2 separate regions of the Hordeum vulgare genome follow, and region 1 is linked to region 2. A link is a contact called in public Hi-C data. All regions are on one chromosome and are shown on one strand. The core of a region is the stretch at or near the end of the contact, and the rest is flanking DNA. Distances in the headings are between cores, read along the strand shown. Region 1 has its middle 98 kb from the start of LOC123410879. Region 2 has its middle 36 kb from the start of LOC123410590.

What was found. Hi-C and Micro-C count contacts between places; a contact is called where the count stands out from the background.
Region 1: a Hi-C map of leaf shows a contact between it and region 2, with 6 times the contacts expected there. The contact joins two enhancer-like sites. A contact is called at or near these places in 5 of 6 Hi-C or Micro-C datasets (leaf, seedling and an unstated tissue).

Annotation. Positions count from the first base shown.
Region 1 is chr7H:557,203,819-557,210,724 of MorexV3_pseudomolecules_assembly, forward strand. No RefSeq gene overlaps it. Among protein-coding and RNA genes, the nearest start is that of LOC123410879, 98 kb to the right of the region's middle. Within about 2 kb of position 5,008, at least 3 of the 3 cell types and tissues checked have open chromatin away from gene starts, as enhancers often do. A contact at or near this core is called in leaf, where this site is marked.
Region 2 is chr7H:557,006,716-557,014,522 of MorexV3_pseudomolecules_assembly, forward strand. No RefSeq gene overlaps it. Among protein-coding and RNA genes, the nearest start is that of LOC123410590, 36 kb to the right of the region's middle. Within about 2 kb of position 2,981, at least 2 of the 3 cell types and tissues checked have open chromatin away from gene starts, as enhancers often do. A contact at or near this core is called in leaf, where this site is marked.

The DNA of each region.
Region 1 (6,906 bases), core at 3,758-6,257, 200 kb after region 2:
CCGGTTCGAGACACGAACCGGGACTAAAGGGGTTTTGTATTTTTATTTTTTCCAGTTTTAAAATTTTATTTCTGTTTTAAATTGCTTATATCTTTTAGGATATTTAATTTTTTTGAGTGATTCTTTTTGCATTAGATTCAAAATTTTGTCTAGTTTCTGTTGTGCAATTAGTTTTTAAATTTGAATGGTTTAAATTTGAATTTGTTCAAATTTGCTTCAAACCCAAATTGTGAATAACTTGAGTTTACAAATAGTTTTTAATTTAATTCTTTTTTCTCATAGTCATCTGTTAGATTGTTATCAAAGTAAGATTTATTTGGTTATTTTTAGAATAATTTAAATTTGTATTTTAATTAAAACAATATTGTTTTGCTTATATAGTTGTTTTAGTCATTTAATTGTTTTTTTTTTATTTTTAGTTAGTACTTTCTGTAGATTTTAACATGTTATAGTATGGTGCATATTGAATGCATAAAAAGTCTGGAATTAAAATCATTTTAATAAAATGCCTTTGTAGCAGATGGGTTTTCGTCTGAAACCTTGATACTTCGAAGGATGATTCAGTTTGTACACGAAGTGCATCTAGTTTTTATCGTAACTCTCTCTACTTTTTAGCACATGCCATGTGGGTGAAACTATGATACCATGCCAACTTTCAACCTTTTCAGAGTTCATTTGTAGTGCTTTTCAATTTTAGGGTCAATGAGCTCAAAAAAGTAAGTAAATGCATGAAAAATACCAAATGAAGTCAGAAAATATTGAAAATTTATGATGTGGCTTTAAATGGTGTATTTTAAACACACAGAAAGTATGGAGTTCAAATAAGTTCAAAAAAATGAAATCCCTTTGCAATAGATGAGTTTTCGTTCGAAACCCTGATACTTCGAAAGAGATTGTTCATTTTGTACACGAAGTGCATCCAGTTTTTGACGTAACCCTCTCAACTTTTTAGCACATGCTATGTGGGAGAAATGATGATACGATGCCAAGTTTCAACCTTTTCAGAGTTCATTTGTCGGGGTTTTCAATTTCAAGGTCATTTAGGTCAAAAAATCATTAAATACATGAAAAATAGCAAATGAAGTTATAAAGGGTCGAAATTTAGGATGTGGTTTTGAATGGTTTATATTGAATGCACAAAATGCATAAAATGTCTGAAGTTGAAATAAGTAAAAAAATAAAATATCTTTCTAGCAGATGGGTTTTCGTCCGAAACCGTGATACTTCGAGGGAGATGGTTCAGTTTATACACGAAGTGCATCCAGTTTTTGTCGTAACCCTCTCAACTTTTTAGCACAAGCTATGTGGATGAAATGATGATTCCATGCCAAGTTTCAACATTTTCAGAGTTCATTATAGTTCTTTTCAATTTCAGGGTCATTTAGCTCAACATAGCAAATAAAGTTAGAAAGGGTTAACTCTGGCTTGGTTAACCTTAGTTGTGATTCTGGCGGGGACGGTGCTAGCAAATGTAGTCGACGGGTATGATTGGACTCTTGGCTAAAGGGGGATTCTGAAATTTTCAAACTCTACCCTCCCTCGACCGTCTTTTTTAGTTTTGTAGAAAAAAAACCAAAATGCTAAAATCTTCAAAAAATAAAATCCTTTGAGATGTAGTTAGGTTTTAGTGCCTAGTTGGTATGCAAATTTTGAGATATGAATTTTGACCGTTTCTTCAAAAAAGGGAAAAATGTAAAACGGCCATAACTTTTGCATACGACGTCAAAAAAAAGTTTAATATATAAAAAAAACTAGAGAAAATTGGGAATCGATTTCACCGGGGCTTGCCCAGTGAAGTTTTCTCAGATGCTCAAAATTCCAAATGTAAAAAAAGTTATGGCAAAAAGAAGTTTTTTCCACAAAATAAGAAAAAATAATTTTATTTAAAATCTTTAGGTTGTTTTCATTGAAATTCACTATTATTATTACTTATTTTTGTTTATTTTAAGAATTGTTAGAATTCAAAAAATTAAATCATGTGACATGACATCAAACCCTAGGTTGTTTAGGATTGATAGCTTACTATTGTCAGGAGAACAACAAGTGCAGACTTGGCAACTAGGGGCGATAGAACCAGGAAGTTAAGCGTGCTCGGGCTGAAGCAGTGAAAGGATGGGTGACCGGCCGAGAAGTTAGATGATTTGAAATGAGTAATCTATGCTAGAGCACTGAGGATGGGTGATTAGAGATTAAATTGTCAAATAAATCAAAGATTTAAAACTTGAAATGAAACATAAAAACAAATCAAAGAATATTCAAAAATAAAATTTGAAAAATAAATAAAAAAGGTACCTTTTTGGGTCAAATAAACAGACGGATCCTTTAGTCCCGGTCCGTGTTAAGACCCGGGACTAAAGGGCGCCCACGTAGAGAACCTTTGGTCCCAGCTTGGAACAGAGCCGGGACTAAAGGTTAGGCCTTTAGTCCTGCCCCTTTAGTCCCGGTTGGTGAACCGGGACTAAAGCCCCTTACGGGCTGGGACTATAGGCCCTATCCCCAGTAGTGCACGACGACTCTAGGTCGGAGCACGCGTTTGTCTATGGCGGCTTACCATTGAGCAGGCACATGCGCACTTCAACGCCAGCATGACGAAAGAGCAGCTGACGTTGGCGCCTAGGTCGGTGCTTTGCCAGGCGTAGGAGGAGCAGTGGTACAACCTCTTTCTCCTCGATTAACACTAGATAGCATAGGGCCAACCCTACAGCGAGCGCGCGGTGACAAACCGTGGCGGCCATGCCTGCGGTGACAAACCGTGGCGGCCATGCCTGCGGTGAACCCCAAGTTCTTTGCCGAGCAGTGTACACTCACGGCCCCGCTCGTAACCCGATAGCAGCGCACGCCGATATGAAGAAAGCGCGGGAGACTGAGGAAGCAAAGCCGCCAACGAACTAAGTTCATGACCACCAGTAGGATGACAAGCATGCCGCCTCGTCCCCATCCATCGTGGACCTCACGTCCACCGGTGACGGATATATCGCGGACTCTGACGAGGAGGAGTAGTGCATGGGAGGTGTAGGGGTCTCAAAACCCAACTGGATCAGTCTGTCTCCCATGTCTATTCTACCTTGCCGGCAACCGCACCTTCGCTTCACTAGTATCTTCATCGTCGCTCATGGAGGCTGCAATATGCACCCGGTGACCGTAAGATTGGAACAATAAGGACATGGAAGACCACCGTCGTCGTAGGCTAGGTTTTGATATGTATGTTTTTCCTAACAAAAAATACAAAAATATAACGAACATGCTTTGGCTTATATGAAAATCATCCAATTTGTAGAAATTTCAACCGTTTTATTGAAAAACATTTTGAAATGTATGCGGCCAGGGCTGAATAGTCGGCTCCTGCATCAGTGTTCGTAGACTGATACCCATCGGTCCGCATCAGTGTTCACGACCTAATACCCACCTCTCCACTGTTTCACCGATCCGCATACAGATGCAGTGTCCGATTTGATGTTAGTGTTGGAGATGATCTAATAGCCTTTTAAAGCATTTCTAGCATACCCTGTATAAAGTCGCCCCGCAAAAGTCGTTTGCAGGTCGCAGAATATCCTTTTATACGGGCCTGTTTTGTGGGGTCTGTTCGGCCGCCGCCCACGCCGGCCCGTAAAATCTATTATTTGCATTACATTTTCACGGATGAAAACACATTTAGTTGCTTCTTTATTTTTTCAAAGGCATTGGTACAACATAATTCACCAAATCTTTGGTAAAACATCAATACCAAAGAAAATAAAAACCACAATTAGACATTTTAGAAGATATCCAACTTTCATAACTACTCCCACTAGTTGGATCAACATCTTCTCCATGCATTCATTGTTGACCTGTGGGTTCTTCAACTTGCACTCTTCATTCTTTGGCTTTGATTCTAAAGAATTAGACGTCACTTCCCGTCTAATTTCTTTTGTAATTGCACATGCAGCTGCATCGTTAGACTCAATTATACTAAGCAGTGCACGAACATCTATTAAGTTTCTTTCTATCAATAGATCGATGTATTCTTCTTCCCAATACCAAAATGAGCATCCACCTTCCTACACAGATGAATACCTCAATAAGCTACCATAATTTAACCAAATCAGTTGACAAAGCCGAAGAGGAAGAAGAGCATACCCCGTCATTTTTACATTTGAAGAATACCCATCCGAGGTGCTGCCGTGTGTTGGATGTGAGCAGCAACACTGTTTCTAGACAGTCATCGCACTGTATGAGCGGCATCGGCAAGCCGGCGAGCCGCTGCGCGACCACCGAGCCCGGGCGATGGTCGGAAGAGTCCTTGTCGGCAATCCGACGCCGGCGACTAGAGGATGAACCAGTACCTGCATGTGGTCCTCGAGCTTTTTCGGGGCTGTGCGGGGTGCTCCCCGATCCATCCATGGCTGTGACGCAGCCGCCGGTGGTCGGAAAAACCAAATTTGATGGTCGCGACAAAACAGCCGCCGATCTGTAGCTTTCCGGTGAGCCGAGCCACGATGGCGTGGGGTAGGTCGATCTAGGGTCTGCGGCGGCCCACCGGCGTGATCTCGGCGGCTGGTGTTGCCGGAATCGAAGACGGCGCCCGGCGGCGTGGGTGGGGGAAAAGTGCGGGTGAAATGTCCCACCAACCAACCGCTTCTAGATACATACAGGGCATCGACGGGTCGGGGGGGGGGGGGACCTGCGTTTTCGCGGGTTGGAATGGGCATTTCGCCGCACCCCGCAAATTTTGTTTTAAGGATCGGTCGCGGTTACGGGGTCTAGTCTGCAGCGTTTTCCACCCCGATCTATATTTTGATGGTTATTTTTTTGATTCGGTCCTTTTACAGGGTCTGCTATAGATGCTCTTGAACTTTTTCAAGGAATATTCTATTCTATTTTCATGATGTACATGTAGACATATGGTCACATGACTTATTCTAAGTCTACGGTTTTAGTCCACACGAACGACAAGCCGTATTAATTAGAGTATATGTGTGTATACTCCTAAAATAACCAGGTCATGGCCAAGGACAAACGTATATGTTGCGGGCCTGTGGCTGCTGTTGCTGACCAACAGGAAGATGCGGCTAGTAAATTTATGCCAGCCGGGCTACCACTGGATCGTAAGACGGAGGCCAATTGAGTCATGCCAGCTCGGTATTCATGGGATCCACAAGCTATTATTCCACCATCGTTTCGCCCAGATACAAATGACACCTTTTGGACAGCAACCGCTCGCGCGTGGCCACTCGCCTAACATGTCGCCCCGGCTCGTTTGCGTTTGCAACCACATCTCGGAAGAAAGGTACGTATACGCGTGCTACGTTGATATTTGTGGTGCTTGCCCTCCGAGGCTCCAACTCCAACCAACCACGACAGATCGATGCAACACGAGAGATTATCAGGAGAGATCACCCTAAGAAAAGAAAAACGAAAAGATAATGTCCACACTTGTGAGCCTTTTGTAACTCGCTCACACGCGTGGATCGTCGTTCATGCGTGTTTGCACGAATTTTGGTAATTTTTGACAGATTTTTTGTGACACGTAGAAGGGGACTCGGGTGTGGATGTTTATCAGTTTCACGCACGTAGGCCTCGCGGCTCCCAACCCTACGTGTGGTGGAATTGACGTCGCGCCCACATGCCCGCACGCGTGTGAGTTGCAATGTCTTTTCGCTGTTACATGACAACTGACTGGAACTGTTGTCGCACGGCCACACACGTGTAAGTTGCCATGTCTTTTTCAATGTTACATGACAACTGAGTGAAACTATCGTCGCGCGCCCACGCGACTGTCAGTTGCCATGTCTTTCTACCGTTACATGGCAATGCAGTTGTTCATATATGACGTTGCAGTTGAGCAACCATGGCAACTGTAGTTGTTCATACATGACAACTCCAGTTAAAGAAACAGTCGCCACGGTTCAGCAAACATGACAACTGTCACGCAGGGCACGCGGGACCGCGAGGTGGCACGCCGGACGTGCGGGACGTGAGGCAGGAGGTCGGACGTATGTGTGTTAGCTTCTTTGCCCACACGTAGGCGTGCGGTCTGTTTCTCTTACACACCATACGGGACGTGTGGTAAGACCCCCTTAACGCCCACATGTGTGGGCAATATCAGGACCCAAAACAAAAACAGGAGAGATCTCGATCGATCGCTCACCGCATAAATCGCAAAAGCTGAATTCATGTACGTGGTACACGTATGAAGAATGAGTAACTAAGGATTAGGTTGGCTCCCGCCTCGTCAAGCGTTAGAGCATCTACACCGCTACATGCAATGGACGGCGAGCCGGACCGGTGTCCACCCCTCCTCCCCCCCAGGAGGCGTCCGTTGGGCTGCCGAGCTTTCGAGCGATTTTACGTGGATCCACGCCATCAAACCGATGTGGTGGGCATGCGAGGGCGCCCCCATAGCCGCCCCATACTTAGGATGAATATGAGGGGTGCCGATCAGCCCGGACGTTTGAAATCCATTTAGGGAGCCCGTATGGCTTCCTTTTTTTGATCGATCACTGACCGGACGGCCTACCCGGGCATTTGACACGGGTTTGAGAGGTCTGACTATAGATACTCTCACGCTTGCCTTCTAAGGTCATCTTACCCTTTTTGTGGGGAGACTAGTACAGAATCTTACATTAGATGTGCATCTTCTGGCCAAGGCCGGAGATCCACAGCACGACGAGGTCACGTGGGACGATTCTGTGGCGGCGACAAAAGTACTACCAGCCACGTCCAAGCACCATCTGCCCCTGAAAGTATTGGACCTGAACCCAAAACTTGCACCACTTGTTCGTTGAGAACCTAACAATGTGCGAGAGCTTGACCGCCAGCCACTCCTTCATCACATCCACGAACTTGGGAGGGATGAGGAGCATGGCGAGATCCTCCATGTCCTTGATCTGCACGTAGAAGCGCAGCGACTCTTAGGACCCCTCCTTG
Region 2 (7,807 bases), core at 1,731-4,230:
TGGAAAAAGGAAGACACAAACAAATATAAATTTAAACAAAAATTCCATACCCAAAATGTTAAATGTGTATATAACAAATGTGTCTGATGTATAAAAAAATGTCGAATGTGTATTAAAAACCGAGTAAGCCCAAAAAAACAGGGAAAATAAGCAAGAAAAGACAATGATAACCGAGAAAGGAGGAAAAAACTGAAAAAAAGAAATATAGAAAAGTAAAGAATTAAAAGAAACAAAGAAAAATAAAGAAATGAAAACCTGTGCAAAAGAATGGAAAACTGTGACATTGAGAAATAAACAAAGAAAAAATGGAAGAAAATCAAGAAAGAAACAATGAAAACCTGAGAAAAAAACTAAGAAAGACAATAAAAACCATTGAAGACAAAAAAAATCCAGTGAAACAGTAAAGAAAGGAAGAAATTGGATGAAAAAAACAAAAACAAAAACGAAAAAATAAGAAAGAAGCAAATATAATTAAGGAAATGAGATAAAACTAAATTAAACAAAAGAAAGACGTAGAAATAAAGTGAACGAGAAAGCGATGCATGCGAGCAGACTAATAGATAAAGGGTCGGTCTGTTACTATAGCAATCTATGAAAAGTTTACTTGAGTGGAGCTGACATCTTGCAGTAAGTGAGATATAGCTCCTGCATTAATCTGCCGCTCCTTGTGGGAGATAGGAGGTCCTGACATGAAAAATGATTTTGAAGGCCGACCTCCATGAAGGCGTCCATTTGCATTTTTTTAATTCATCAAAATTTATATTTCCACTATTTTGATAATTTTAAAAAATAGTTATATTTATGAAGGCATAATGCATATGTGTGTAAAGAACGAAATATGTTGAAATGATGGTTGTGCAAAAAAGAAATATGGGGCTTTTTAGCACATCATACTATTCCTTCTCAAAGTTCATGAATTCTGTTTTTTGTACAGGTCACATTTCAGTGTGTTTCGTCCTGATTTTCTACACATGTATACATTTCATCTTTGTATATTTGATTTCTTGAGGGCTTCATGGAGCCTGTTCACCAAAACGACTAACTCCTCTCTGCAGGTCAACCCATGTAACCAAGTGACAAGAAATCCTATACAGGGTTGAGCGTTATAGGGTTAACAGTACACACACCCTTGTCCGCGCGGGCCGGATCACATTCCTTTTTTCTGTTTTAAAGACACAAAATACTGCACGTGTGCGGTTATGTTCAATGTTCGCTGCCATAACAAACCAGCCACCTGCACTTACGTGTTTACTTATAGCTTTTTCCTCCTTTTCCTTTTCCTTTTTATTTTTTTTTCTTTTTTGCTGCAAAGGTTTCGTTCGTGTTTCTTTATTTTCTTTTTCGGCTATACTGTTTTCAAATACATTAATTTATTTTCAAATTCGTAAACTTTTTTCAAAATTGATGAGCGTTTTAAAATTCAATATACCTTTTTCAAATTCGATGAAGTTTTTCAATTTCAGTAAAGCTTCTTCAAAATCAATGAAATTTTTCTCAAAATTGATGAAGTTTCTTCAGGATGGATAAACGTTTTTGATTTTATGGATTTGTTTTCAAATTAAATGAATTTTATTGAAAATTGATGATTGTTTTTAAAAAACTGGTGAATTTTTTTAAATTTGATGAACTTTAAAAAAAATCAATGAACCATTTTTTCAAGTTCGTGATTTTTTCCAAAATCCTCAAGAACATTTTAAAATTCATGAACTTTTTTCAGGTTTTTTGTTTTTTAAGGAATCAATGGTTGACTGGTTAACATTCGTCCAGCCAACCAGGTGGAGCGAGCAAGCGATTTTTGCGTCCCGTTTGAATCGATCAAGTTGAGTTGGGCTGGCAGGCCAGAGCCACCCTTCGAGCGCCAGAACTCTAAACCGTCGCTGAGAGCGCCGGTTAGGAGGTGTCCCAAGTGTCGTCCACTCGGATGGGCCTAGCCAAGATCACACTTAGGAGGTGTTTGGTTGATCAAGAGGTAACGCAAACGCAAAGGGAAAGAGGTGCCGCCGGAATCAGAGATGTAACAGCACAATCACTGTTTTGTTTGGCCCCTACCCGGATCGTTTTCAGTTTACTTGACAGCGTTTGGCTTGGCACTATAACTTGAAATCTATGTACAGAACATGTTCTTCACCAACACTGCAACGATTTGGAGAGGATCGTGGAGTCGTCCAGGCTAAGGGATGGTCCTCTTGTCGTCCTTGCGTCCATCCTTGTCAGCGTCGACGAGGCTACTCATCGAGATCCAGGTCGTGGAACGAGCCGTGGCGGCCCGCATGGCGAGAGATGGTGGCGCTGGCCGGTGGCACGGACGAGACGGAGGGGATCGTTAGCAGGCGTAGTGATTGTAAGGAGGCAGAGGAACGGCGGGGCGGACTGACGGCCGGCTATGGACGAGGAGGCGGAGGGGTCGTGGGGAGCAAGTGAAGGGGATCCGACTGGTAAGGCAATATGATGTCGGTGGGGGACGAGCGGTATCAAGGATAAACATGATGGGACTCGTTTACGATGGTAGTCGATTACGATGCAGCGTTACCAAACGCACGCAGTGTTTTGGGATTACGCTGTAATCGGGTGACGGACTAAAATCATCCAACCGAACACCTCCTTAGAGGCAGGTCGACATGCTGGCGAAGAAGGCACCGGTTAGAGCTGCATGAACCCCTAAAAATAAGCTACTTCCTCTTCTTTTAATATATTTTTATTATAATCTGCATATAAAATAAAATAAGTAAATTTATATTTAAAATATGCCTACAATCATCCGTATGTAGTCTTTAATGCAATTTGTATAAAAAATTATATTTAAAAATGAAGGGAGTAAAAAAGGAAATGAAATCCCTTCATGCCGCACAATGATGGAGGCCCCCGGCCTCAGATGTTTTCTGGTCGAGTTAATGAGCTCGTGGATCACTTCCACCGTCGCTGGTCAGCACGGTGCGTTGCCCAAGGAGGAGTGAGGCTTCCCCGGCCTGTCTTTCCATCGCCAGCGACGCGAGCACTGTTCTGGGCCTCACGATCTTTGCCCGCGTCGCCTGAGACCGGTCTGACGCGCGGCGCGTTAAAAATGTGTTTACAGCGTGTTGATTGTTTGTTTTGCCGCGGCGAAAAGCGTTAGTTTCAGCGTAACTTCAACAGACGCGCTAAAATGCAGCGCGCGCTCTCGCACAAACAACATATACGTTTCAAACACAAGCAGAATGATCAAACACAAACAAAATAAATAAAAAAATAGTTCAATTTCGTTATTACAACTCAAACAGATAGTTTATCTTTTAATAGAACAAACAGTTCAACAATACAACAAATAGTTCAATAATACAACATCAAACGCACAAATCATGATGCTCTTTGTCGGCTATTTCATACCCATCACTCCTCAATGAGATCTTTCTGAAGATCATCATATGTTTCGACACATCAAATGGCATGATAGAAGGCAACAAAACGGATCACCCTTTCAGCCCTCCGCCGCACTCGCACGGGATGTCCCAAGAGCTCATAGTGAAAGTAGTCTAAATTTTGGCCATGCTCATTCTCGATGATCATGTTGTGCATGATCACACAAGCGTGCATGATGTACCAAAGCATCTTTTGATCCAAAAATCTAGTCGGTCCTCTCGCAATAGCAAATTGGCTTGCAAAATCTCTAAAGCTCTCTCCACATCTTTTCTAGCCGCGGCCTGAGCATTGTGGAAATCAAGATTTTTCTTACCTTTTGGTTTTTTCAACGGCTTCACAAATGTTTGCCACATTGGGTAGATGTCATCCGCAAGATAGTAGACATAGTTATATGTACGACCATTTGCTACAAACTGCACCGGTGACGGTTCACCATTTGCAATCTTATTCATCAGTGGTGACCGGTTGACAACGTTGATGTCATTCAAAGATCCAGGCATTCCAAAAAGGCATGCCAAATACAAGTCTCTTGATCGGCCATCGCTTCAAGGATTATAGTGGAACCCTTTTTTTGTTGTGAAATTGCCCATGCCATGCCTTACGACAATTCTTCCGACTCCAATGCATGCAATATATTGAGCCAATCATAGTTGGGAAGCCGCGAGCTTTGTTCATCTCCAATAGCCTTGCGGCGTCTTCAACATTGGGAGATCTCAAATACTCTTGCCAAACACTTGCACAATTTCAACTGCAAAGCGCTTGACACGCATGATGGCTTGACTCTCAGCCATGGCCAAGTGATCATCAACTAAACCAGCGGGGATACCGTATGCCAACATTCGCAAAGCGGCTGTCACCTTCTGAAAGGTGCTACGCCCGAGCTCTCCGACGGCATTCCTCCTTTGCTGAAAAAATTGGTCATGACTCGCTAGTTTCTCTGCAATGCGTGTGAACAACTCGGTGCTCATCCTAAACCGGCGCCGGAAGTACGACTCGGGGTACAGGGGATTATCCGCAAAATAGTGCTTGATCAATCTGTTGTGGTCATCGATCCTATCCCTCCAAATTTTCTACCGACCCATAACCGAACCACCGTGCTTCGGTTTTTACTGATGTGCATAGCTAGGATCATTGCAAGAGCCTCCTCCTCTTCCATATCAAATTCTTCTTCGGAAGAATCATATGACGAACTCATCTACAATGTTCAATTTAAACTAGGCTATAAAAACTACAAACAACATGCACCAAATTCATGTAAAAAATGTGAAGTTTCGTCGAACACCTTGCGGGCGCCGGGCGGTCAGACGCTGGTCGTCGAAGGACTGCCGCGTGCGAGGGGCGGCGATGACTAGAGGAAGACGGAGGAAGCAGCGGCGGCGCGGGGATAGGCCGGGGAAGCGCCGGAACGGTCGCCGAAAGAAATGGAGTGACGCAGACGGCGACGGCGCCAGCACGTGTATGAGGTAGGTGGAGCTGCGAGCGAACGCTCGAGTGTCGAGCCCACGAAACGGGCGTAGCAAATAAATGACGCACGATGACGTTTCGACCCCCGCGCTAAACTAGTTATGCCCCGCGTGCGGTTTTTACGCCTTCACTAAAACGCCCAAAGTGGTAACGCGCGCAAAAAACATTAATTTTACAGCGCGGCGTTTATATAGCACGTCAATTTTACAGCGCGGCGTTTATATAGCACGTCTGTTAAAGTTGGTCCGACTGCCGGTACGACGCACAATCTGTCGTTCAATAAAGTTCGTGGCCAACCTAAATATAAGACACATGGCTTTTGAGTTTAAAGCAGTTTTAAGATTAAGACATGAAGCATTTTCAGCATTGTCTGCAGGTGCAGCTTGCAGACAGATATACAAAGCCACTTGTTGCTGAGATGCTCCCTCTTTCATCTGATGCTCAAAGCTGCGGGCACGTCCATGATTTTGCCTCCGCTGCTAATCGGTCTAGTAATACCACCAAATGGTGCTCCTGGCCGAATGGGGTTTATGGTTTACCAGGCCTATCATGTCAACTAATGTACTACAAGTACTCATGATGACCATTTCTGTATAATCCAAATGAGCTTGGCTGCGGCACAGCCTTTGCGCGTTCGACAGACAGACGAGACGGCAGCGACAGGCGGCGGAGACGAAAAGTTCACTTTTGTCCACTCTACACGCTTGTGCGCAGCGTGCAGCCATGCATCGGTCATGCCGTGCATTGTTTATCTCGTGGCCGACTAGCACGCACGCACGCACGCATATACAATGGCCAGGCCGGCAGCAGGTGGATCGACTCGACCGAGTTCAGAAGTATCTACTGGATATCTCTTCTTTCGAAAATTGACCCCTCTGTTTTTTATGTTTAGATAAGATATTGATGTACAGGAGCGATCGACAGCTCATGCACATCTAGGTTTTAGCTAGGTGCATATTCTGGAATTGGCATACGAGCTGTCGATCCGCAGCTCGTTTCCAGATCCTAGAGTCTAGTATACAGTAATCCTTAGAACAGTATACTTGCTCTGCTGTATAATTATATCAGATCCTTCGAAAAGCCTTGAAGCTTTCGCTTCATCACCAACTCTAAAGCCACGCGATCTTAAATGGATGCCCGTTTGATTCGAATTTGATCCGTTTAGGATGAAAAACCAGACACGGATGTTCGAACCGGGCCGGCCTCGCGGCGAGGCACCCAACGCATGACACCCACCTCAACTTGTATGTGGTGGCAGTAGAAAAAAAGCATGTAAAAATTAAAACGAGACATTGTAAAATAGCTGAAAACATAAAACAACTTATTTAAAAGTCCGCCGTCCTCATGGCCCAACCACACTACTTAGTTGAAATTAACAAAAAACAAAAGCAAAAAATGCATCTGCCCCGCGCGCCGCAGAAGCGCTCGTCGTTCCCGACGATGCGGTCGGAGCCGCCATCTTCACGCGCTACCATCCTCGTCGTCGCTCGGCAGGTTGATGTAGGGTGAGGGCAACCAGAGGTGCAGCGGCGACACTTGATTGGGCCGGCCGCCTATTATGCAGGCGGTGAGGGCCGGGAGGGGGGGGGGGGGGTTAACCACGACGCTCATGCATGCTCCTTCGCGGGCTCCTCCCTCACCTCTTGCTTGACATCCAACTCAGGGGCGTACATGTCCTCGAAGACCGACAAGTACAACATCTCCCGCAGGCCCTCCCACTCCTTCTCCTGCTGGCACCTACACTCTCTCTCGGAGTCCTCCATGACGGTTTGTAGGAGCCGCTCCTCCTCCTCGCCATCACGGCAGGAGGTTGCGGGGGTGGCGACGATGGAGAGGGAGATGACATCAGCTTTAGTTCGCGGACCCGCGTGCGTCCGCACACTCTTGGCGGGCTCGTGTCGCGCGCACGAGGCTCGGGCCGCGCACTTTGGGACACATGGGGCGGGTTACAACCATGGTCGGCAAAAAAGGTTTGCCGGCGCATGTTGTGCTCTTCGTGAAACCATGTGTCCCAAAGTGGCGTGTCCATGGCGTGTGTGCGATCGGCGAGGAGTTGACGCGGAATCATGGCATGACGACACATGGTCTCCTGAAGGCGAGCACAGTCTGTCGTCGGCACGGGGAGAATGGGCACCCAATCCGGGCTCAGCTGCCACCCGTTGGGGAGGTGGACATCTGACCACGATAGTGGGCCGCCGGTCTCCTAGTACTGGCGGCACACCGCAACCTTGACGGACAACTGAAAGCGTGGCGCGACCGTCGGAGGGGAGATGGAGCAGGACGCTGGAGAGGTCGAGTGGTTGGCCGTGCTACTAGACGAGGCGGACGACGAGCCAGGGTCGTGGTAGTGCTTGGTCTTCTTTTCGGCGTGCCACTTCGAGAACCCCATGGCTGGCGGGGAGCAAGGTGGACGGTCGCTGGAGTTTCGGTGTCTCTGATGGAGGGGACAGTGATGGGGCAGTGGATGGGGATGGAGAACTGGAAGTGGCAATGGGAGTCCACAACTTCCGCGTAAAAAAAGACATGGCGGGGGGTGGGGGGGGGGGGCGTCTGGGTGGTTGACTTGTGGGCCCAACCACTCATGCACATTGACTAGGGTCGGTGGGAGGTAGTTGGACGTCCCACACGCGGGCCCGAGGCAGATGTGGAGAGGACACGTGCCTGTCCATTTGTTGTTTGTGCGACCGCAAAGCTGACTCAACTTTGCGTCTCTAATGGATCGAGTTAGACATAAAAGAAACTCTTTTTAAGGATGGGGTTGCACGTTCGGCCGGCTCGTATGTCCGTTTGGGCCAAAACAGACGCGGCCAGACATGATGAGGTCACGTGTTGGAGTTGGCCTTAGAGCATCTACAACCGGACTTAGCAAATCTGATCCCCTATACGCCCGCGGATGCGTCCGGGCACACCCGCGGACAGCGCTCGCCGACCCATCATATGCTGCGCA